Regions from separate parts of the Xenopus tropicalis genome. Here region 1 is linked to region 2. A link is a contact called in public Hi-C data. All regions are on one chromosome and are shown on one strand. The core of a region is the stretch at or near the end of the contact, and the rest is flanking DNA. Distances in the headings are between cores, read along the strand shown. Region 1 holds the start of pask (PAS domain-containing serine/threonine-protein kinase). Region 2 holds the start of dtymk (deoxythymidylate kinase).

The links. Hi-C and Micro-C count contacts between places; a contact is called where the count stands out from the background.
Region 1: a contact with region 2 is called in a Hi-C map of neurula embryo, with 2.2 times the contacts expected there. The contact joins the promoter of pask here to the promoter of dtymk in region 2. A contact is called at or near these places in 2 of 5 Hi-C or Micro-C datasets (brain and neurula embryo).

What each region holds. Positions count from the first base shown.
Region 1 is chr5:125,951,786-125,956,460 of UCB_Xtro_10.0, reverse strand. pask (PAS domain-containing serine/threonine-protein kinase) reads right to left here and starts at 2,452. Exons shown (of 18, transcript XM_031902547.1): 1 at 2,384-2,452. The coding sequence starts at 2,399. ppp1r7 (protein phosphatase 1 regulatory subunit 7) reads left to right here and starts at 3,486. Exons shown (of 10, transcript NM_001006730.1): 1 at 3,486-3,534; 2 at 4,313-4,408. The coding sequence starts at 3,492.
Region 2 is chr5:125,717,984-125,722,418 of UCB_Xtro_10.0, reverse strand. It overlaps dtymk (deoxythymidylate kinase), which reads right to left and starts at 2,096. Exons shown (of 5, transcript NM_001006833.1): 1 at 1,814-2,096; 2 at 829-937. The coding sequence starts at 1,943. ing5 (inhibitor of growth family member 5) reads left to right here and starts at 2,293. Exons shown (of 8, transcript NM_203536.1): 1 at 2,293-2,394. The coding sequence starts at 2,358.

The DNA of each region.
Region 1 (4,675 bases), core at 1,203-3,702, 230 kb before region 2:
CAATGGACCTAAATACAGACCTGCCTATACACACCCCTTAACACCTCGTGGCTTGGACAAATGCACCAGTTCAGCCTCTTATAATGAATAGCATGCAAGATGGATAAGTACAAGTCTACGGACATGAAGGAACCTTAGGATTAACAGTTGCCCATAATTCCAGGTGAGTTGCACCAACACACACAACTAACATGGGTTTAGCGCTAGTGCTCTTATCAATACAGAGCAAATCAGAAGTGACAAAATTCTCCCCCATGATGCAGAGGGAACACCATACGCTGCACAGGAGCACAATTTATTAAGCAGGCAATGACTGCATCCGCATTGGTAAATCTAGCACAAGCACCTCTCCCACTGACATCCATGAACACACAATACTGAATAAAAACAGGACTATTAACAAAATGTAAGTGACTAACACAAAAGAACCACTGGTGCCTCTGTAGCCCCAATAACATAAACCCCAGTGCTTTTTAAAGACCACACGTTTATTTTTTTGACTAAAGCTCCAACATGTGATGCTGAATTGCCACCATTCACGGACAGTCTTAGCCCAAAATCTATAGCTCAACGCAGATAGTTAGAAATAGGACCCTGACATAACACATGGGAAAGCACTATTTCCCTGTCACTCATACAAATGAAATATCTTATGTAAGGCATCTCTGTGGGTATCAGACTGACACATGCGCTCTTTTAACCTCATCTCACACAAAGCGCAGTAAGAAAGAGCACAAGCATGTCCAGCACAAAGCTTTCTCTATAGCGCCCAGCTCTGCTCAGTCCCTTGGTGCAATACTTACATCTCCCTGGCTCCAGCAATGACAGACAGCCTCCTTCCTCAAAGCTACATCTCACTCATCCCCAGCTGCTTCACAGCGCTTATGTCATATTCATCTCAGAGCTCGACTCCAGTTTAGCGGAAAAGGCGGGACTACAGGTTTAAACATACCAACCAATCCGGTGTCCGCATCTACGTGACTGGTGGGGATAACACCCAATCATCCTCAGATCCGTGTTGTCTGGAGGCGTTTACGCCTTCCTGTTACCCAGAAAAGAGCGGGCCAGCAGTTGCTAAGGACGCTGTTTGTTTCCACAATATTGATTTGCCAGGAGAGTGTCCGAGTGGATTATCAGTCCGCGTTGCTTATGAGTTGAACTGCAGTACCCAGTATCTACCTTCGGACATTTTCAGGGACGGGATAGCTGGGGCTACACCCTCACGGCTGCATGGCTGATATACGTATAGACAAATACAGTTACTGGCTGATTAATGCGTTGTGGTTTTTTTGTTTTAAGCAGGGTTTGTCGGTCCCTTTCTGCTCTGCGTGAATCTTGAAAGGTAGCAGAAGTCGGCTCACTACCCAGGCTCCTGGATGCCCCCCCCCCCCCCCGCGGCTTTTTGCCTCCCCTGGTAACTGGGGCGCTTCTGCCCCGAGTTTCTCAACTCGCCTAATGGCAGAAGCGCCCCTGTCACTACCCAGCCAAGGCATGCCTGTTAATTAACTGGCTTCTGCAACATTTCGAAGTTTAAAACGTCAAAACTACCAGTGCAAAGAATAGCAACTGTCTCCAAAACCAATAACATACAACTAAAGAACAAAGTCAGAATTAAAGCAATGTGACCACCTGCCACTTTTACACCATAGTGAAGGCCCATGTGGGATGAAACGTGTTGGGCTATTTACAATTAGATTTTCATTCATCTGTGGTCCTCTTCCTTTTATACTTTTTGTTTTACATCCATAAAGTTGCCTCATTATGCTTTAGCAACAAAAAAAGCAAATGGCACTCAGGACTACAAACAAGGGTAAAACCCTTTTAAAAGTTTTATTGCAGAGGTGCAACGTCACATTGCCCCGAAACGTTGCACCTCCGCAATAAAACTTTTAAAAGGGTTTTACCCTTGTTTGTAGTCCTGAGTGCCATTTGCTTTTTTTGTTGCTACAGTGTATTTGGAGGGTGCCGATCCCTCTAGCAGTGTGCACCAGACAAAATAATTTTTTGGAGTGTTAGGGTGTGCGGATAAGGTCTCTGTGGTTCATTATGCTTTAGGACATAGGTCCCCAACCTTTTTTACCTGTGAGCTACATTCAAATGTAAAAAAAAGTAGGGGAGCAACACAAGCATGGAAAAAGTTCCAGGGGTTGCTTAATAAGGCCTGCGATTGGCTATTTGGTAGCCCCTATTTGGCCTGGAAGCCTACATGAGGCTCTGTTTGGCAGTTCATCTGAGTTTTATGCCACCAAAACTTGCCTCCAAGCCAGGAATTTAAAAATAAGCACCTGCTTTGAGGCCACTGGGAGCAACATGTTGCTCACGGGCCAATGGTTAGGGATCACTGCTTTAGCGCATGGGCCTTTTGCCAATAATTACCACCTACCAACCATAGATAGCATACTTGATGTAAATGCCTGGCTCCAGTTCGGAAAACAGTTTTAGAATCTTTTTCTGATAACTAAAGAAGAGAGAATAGATAATTAGAACTGATGCCTGCATAAAATCACTGGAATTTTAGAATTAAATGCAGCTAATAGTCATTATCTGTTTTACAGCCAAAAAGTGGTTACATACGCTGATGAGAGGAGGCTATACTGTACATACTTGCTTTTGATGTAGCACCCCCTTGAGGGGGAACATATATAAAAAACAAGAGGCTTTAGGATGTGTGCTTTTATATAGTCATGGAATCGAATTACAAGGACAGGTAAAGGAGCCATCAGAGCTAGGGCAGCACCAGTGAGCCGATGGAAAAATCAAACCTGCTCGATTGACACCTGACCAATTTTCTGCCAGATATTGGTTGGGGAGGCCAATCAGGGATCACCATATATGGGCAGAAAAGCTGCCGAATCAGTCTGAAGAACTTGAATTGGCAGCTTGAATCTACATTTATAATATCCTTATATTTTACAGTAAAGGGTGCATTATTAAATATATATTGCTTAAAGGCTATCAGACATACATCCATTATACTCACAGGGGCTCATTTAACAACATGGGGCAGATTTACATCTGAACAGTAACACATAGCAACCATTCAATGATTAGCTTTTTCTTTCAGTTGGCTGCAGGTAGACCAATAACAGCAACAATTTGATTTGCAGCAATGGGTTACTGCCCAGGAGCAAGTTTGCAGTGTTGGTAAATGTTAGATAAATATCTTATAACCCTTTATAACCATCACCTCCAGCCACCCCCTGGAGACTCTGTAATGGAAGCACTCAGGAAGCACTAGTCAAACGCTCACTTACATCAAACATTGTATATGAGGTTACAGGATGGGCAATCTGTCTCCTAGAGCAAACACAGCATGTACCTACGTTGTACAGCGGCAGCGCTCTATGAATAGCCGTACAGCCTAGCAACCCAAGCGCACCTACTCAAGGGATGCGGAGTCTCCAACCCTACCCTGATTGGCTGGGCGTTTCCTTTCGCCGCTACTGATTGGTTCTACTTTATGCTTCCGGAAAGTAGAGGAAGAAGAAATAATGGCGGATGAAGAAGGCGAGACTGAAGTGCAAGAGATGGAAGGTAGGATTCCCAGTACTGTTCCTCTCCTTGTGTTCTCAGTGTTCCTAATGGGCTAATACACCATGCACTGCGTTTCCATATTAGCCATGTAAGTGTTATGTTCGGCAAAGTAGGGGTGACTGAGGCGGGGGATCTCAGGTGAATAGGGAATGGTTGCCTAAGCTCGGGGTGACAGCCCTGAAGGAGTCCTAAGTATGACTAGTTCTCTCCTCCGTGTCTTGTAGCCAAGAAAGGGTTAACGCTGGGCATGTCAGGAAGGGCCGATGTGTAGGATGTGGTGGAACGCAGAGGGGCCCCTTGGCTCGATCAGTGGCTGGCACTGTCACACACACCGGGGGGGGGGGGGGGGGGGTTAGGGGGAGAGCCAGGGACACATGAGCCATATGCATAGTTACGTTACCAAATAATTTTTAAAAATCATGGCTACTCCTAATAAACATAACACCTACCTATCATGCAGGATTCTCACATGACGTGGTAACCTTCTCTACATGGAAGGAGTGTGATAATTCCATAAAGCAGATAGTATAGTGTCTTGGCATGTAAGCAGGAACTGCCATTGCACCCAAGCCAGTGTGGGTACAGATTTCTTTTGCACAAATAGTGTAAAGATTTTTACACATCAGTTGTCAGTCACGTGCTGTTGAAAAGGAGTCGCGTCATTCAAAGTCAATTTCCCCTTTAAATGCAACATTAGCTTTCTGGACATAAATTCTTAAGGTAAACATTTGCAACTTTGTTGACTGCCGGCATGGGGTAAGACTACAGTCTTTTGCAGTGGACAGAAGAGAATCTGATGAGTCTGCTGATGATGAAGCAAAGGAAAAGCCAGATCGTGTGGATGGAGGGGTGAAGAATGGTGAAGTGCCACTAGGTAATTCTATATCTTTCTCATAATAGTTCATTGGTTGTGTAGTTATGATATGTCAGGCATAGGCATTGTTTGCAGCATGGGACATATTTTAGACCAGTGATTCTCCACCGCTGGAAATGTCCAAAACTGCCTGTGCCATCTGTCATTAAATTTCATGGCAACCGCCTGTCACCACTGGTACAAGACTTTGGCCATAACACATTGGCTGTTCCAGCAGTTAAGGTCGCTTGCAGTACACTCAATATCACAGGTGGTTTCATGCATTTC
Region 2 (4,435 bases), core at 847-3,346:
ACACTACTATAATTTATATAATAAGCTGCTGTGTAGCCACGGGGGCAGCCATTCAAGCTGGAAAAAAGGCACAGGTTACATAGCAGATAACAGATAAGTTCTGTAGAATACAATAGTGTTTTATCTGTTATCTGCTATGTGCCTTTTCTCCTTTGAATGGCTGCCTCCATGGCTACATAGCAGCTTATTTATATAAATTATAGTAGACTTTCTGAAGTAAACACACAACTTTACCAGTGCAGGGCAGCAGCACATTATATTTTAGTTACTTTTATTTTTTGGTGTTACTGTTCCTTTAAGACATTCTGTGCATTGAGCTACCAAAAATGCCCCCCCCCTTTAAGCAAAACAGGGATTGTTTGTCCATATATTGGAATATATCCAAGCTGGCCAACTAAGTCATCCCCTGTTTGGGCAATCCTACATTTACTGCCATCTGATTTATTAAATGAATTACAGTAAATGTAAGTAAATTACAATACACTGTTATCTTATAGTAACTTTCCTTTTGTAGTGCCTAGATCAGCAGCATTCTTAAGGTGGACATACACTGGTGAGGTTGCCAAGCGAGCAGATCTTCTCCAGATATGCCCACATCAATGAGCCGATGCAGTCTACACGGGCAGATAAGCTGCCAAATCGGTCTAAAGGACTGATATCAGCAGCTAAACTCAGCCTATGCATGGCCACCTTTAGTTACCATCCTTAGGTGCACCTACAAACCGATTTACAATGTGGAAGAGGAACATGTTCTGAGAGTTAAAATAAAATCTAAAATAAAAATGTTTGCAAACAAAGATCCGAACCCTCTGTGGGTTTTAGTCTTACACTTGTTCCCAGCGGTTGGCAGAAAACAACAGATGAATAGTATGGTCCTCAAGGTTACTCTTCTTCTCTAAATAGGAGCCAATCAGTCGTCCAATTTCAGTTGTTCTCTCTGTGAATTCAAACAACATTTTTATGCAACCATTGGCAGAAGCATTTTACACAAGTCAGAAATATACAACATAAAAATGGCCATGCCATGAAACCAACAGAAGTAGTGTGTGGAATAACGGAGGATAATGTGACAGAAGTGGATCCACAATTGAGGAGGGGCAAAAAGAATGAGGAATGGGGGTGAGGGGGACGCAAGGGTCTTGGAGTTGAGGGGACAATGCAGACCCAGCTCACACTAGCTATAGTCCTTGCTATAAGCTGCTAGTTCCAGGCATCATTAACTCTACTGACACATCCCCAAATCTGCCTAATCCCTAAAGGCATAGCTTCTGGAAAAATTTACCAGCTTTACCCGTCTACAGGTCTGGGATTAAACACAGACCCTGGCATTTCTAGTATAAAGAAGCCCAATAAATAGTGACTGACTATGGCATTTGCCAGAACCCACAGATCCGGGCCTACCTAAGATTCCCAAATAGCCCAGTTATAGCAGGTGCTGTGTGTGTATAGACTGTGCATATGTGGTACTGGTATGTATATGGAGGAGAGAAGCGCAAACATGCTTATACCCTTGTCACAATGTTTTGTATTGCTTTATGCACCCTACAATACGGTGAGTATACATGAGCCTGGTATAGTCTGTGACACTGTTGGTATGACTGACCAAAAGAATATTCTACTTCATAAAAGAAATTTATGAAGTACTTTATTAATATTTCCTGCCCTTTATTCACGTTTTGTTTGTAACTGGGCGCAGTAAAGGCAAGGGTAAGCTATATCCCAGGTACACGGGCAGCTTCTGTGCGCATCTCTCTCGCTGCTAATAGGGAACGGAGCTGCGCATCACGTGATGAGCCACATCCCCAGCGCTCACCTGGAAATCGCAGCCCCTCCGTCTTGTAACCCCGCTCTTTCAGTGCCTCGACCAGCCGTCGGGCCTGGGTGCTCTTCCCGGCTCTGTCTGCGCCTTCTAGCACAATTAAAGCACCTCGCAGGCCAGCCATGTCAAATGCCGGATATCGCGCAGGCAAAACACATTAATGTAAAATGCAGCTTATTCGCCTCACAATTCGCGCGCGTTCATAGCTCAGCCCTCTATGCACCCTAGCAGCCAATACAAACCCACGCATTGGCGCCACTCTATACAGCGAAATTAGATTTGCCTGATAGAGATCTAAACCAATTACATCTCACTGCCTCCCCTGGGGTATCCAATCGCGACTAGCGGAGCTTCATAGGTGGGCGGTTCTAAACAAGAGCCCAGGCTAGGAGCGTTCTAGAGCGGGGAGCTGTGAGTCATCAATATGAATGTGGTACATAGCCAACCCGCCACGCCGGAAGCGCGCCGCTCATGAATAATCCAACTAGCAGTTGAGCGGGACGGTGCTGGAGAAGGAAGAGGGTCGGAGTCCGGGAACATGGCGACGGCGATGTACCTAGAGCACTACCTGGATAGTGAGTACTGACTAGGGGGATAGGAGTGGGTAATGTACGGCGCGGTTTGGATGATAGGGAAGAAGCGCAATGATAAGTTCCCGAGCGTAAAATTAAAACTGCGTCACGAACTCGGGGACGCGCACGTAAAGGCCATGGTTTTGCGTCATGTTGCAGAACGTGCGCGCTTTGGGTTTCTCATTTTCCGTATATCGCAACAATAACTTTATTGACAACAAATGTTTAGGTTTATGTTGCGGTATGGTTGCTTGGGTAGCCGCCACCTTGCAGTGTATCAGAGATACCAACTGACTGTCTAGTATCAGAGATACCAACTGACTGTCTAGTATCAGAGATACCAACTGACTGTCTAGTATCAGAGATACCAACTGACTGTCTAGTATCAGAGATACCAACTGACTGTCTAGTATCAGAGATACCAACTGACTGACTAGTATCAGAGATACCAACTGACTGACTAGTATCAGAGATACCAACTGACTGACTAGTATCAGAGATACCAACTGACTGACTAGTATCAGAGATACCAACTGACTGACTAGTATCAGAGATACCAACTGACTGACTAGTATCAGAGATACCAACTGACTGACTAGTATCAGAGATACCAACTGACTGACTAGTATCAGAGATACCAACTGACTGACTAGTATCAGAGATACCAACTGACTGACTAGTATCAGAGATACCAACTGACTGACTAGTTATTAAAAAGCTGGCATCATGTGGCCCACCAGTGCAGAGTCCAGGCACTTACCTTTCATGGCATAAGAGGGGCAATTACAAGTTTTTTGTTTCCTGTTGAGGTGATAATGTAACATTGGCCCCAAAGTGCCATTGCCCTGAATAGGATACAAGCATGTAAGGTGTTAGCCTTGTATTCTCCATTACCTGCTAAACCAGTGGGGGCAGGACAATACCTTGGAAATGACAAAAATTGGCAAATGGACTGGAGGTGCCATTTCTTTTATTTTGTTTTTAAATTTCTTCATTTACATTTTGAGAATGGGGAAGTACAAAATATCCTTGCCATGGAGTACTGTAACATATAAACATGTTTGCCTTTATGCAATAGCATTAAATGTTACATTTTCAGGAGGAGGAAAGGTGTGATAGTTGCAGGGGGAGGTCAGAAAGAAAAGCAGTGGGCCTGAAAAAGCGAGCGCTGGCGTACTTGTTTCTGACCCCCGGGCCACTTTACGTTTAGAGCTGGTAATATAAAAATTTTGGTCAACAAAACTAAGTTGATTTTTGTTCTTTCCTACCCTATTCCAGACCAAACTGCTTCAGTTATAGCTAATATTGAAAACAGAAGGAAACTTATCAGTTTTAAAGGAACAGTAACACCAAATTTGAAAGTGTATAAAAGTAGTTACAATATAATGCGCTGTTGCCCTGTACTAGTACAACTGGTGTGTTTGCCTCAGAAAGACTTCTATAGTTTATATAAACAAAACTACTGTGTAGCCATGGGGGCAGCCATTCAAAGGAGAAAAGGCACAGGTTACTTAACCAATAACAGATACAGTCAAATTACAGTCTTCAGAGCTTATCTGTTATCTGCTATGTAACCTGGGCCTTTTCTCCCTTTTTCTAGTTTGATTGTCTGCCCCCAGTGCTACACAGCGGTTAACTTATATAAACTATAGTAGCATTTCTGTAGCAAACCCACCAGTTTTACCAGTGCAGGGCAACAGTACATTATATTTTAATTACTTTAAAGCACTTTAATTTTTTCGTGTTACTGTTCCTTTAAGGTCCTTGACATTTTACATATCACACTAAAGAAACTGAAGAAACCCATGCATATATTGGGAGAACAAGTTCCTTGCAGATAGTGCCCAGCTTGTGTACAAACTCAAGACTGCCCCTCTCCAAAGGTCCAGTTAACATTCCTGTGTTTTTGAAATGTAGAAAGAAACTGCAACACCCTGGATAAACTCACACAGATAGTGACTAGCTTGGATACACACTCAGGACCAGTAGTGATAACTACCAAGCCACTGTCCCAACCAGTTAGTGTTATAAGAAGAGATGGACT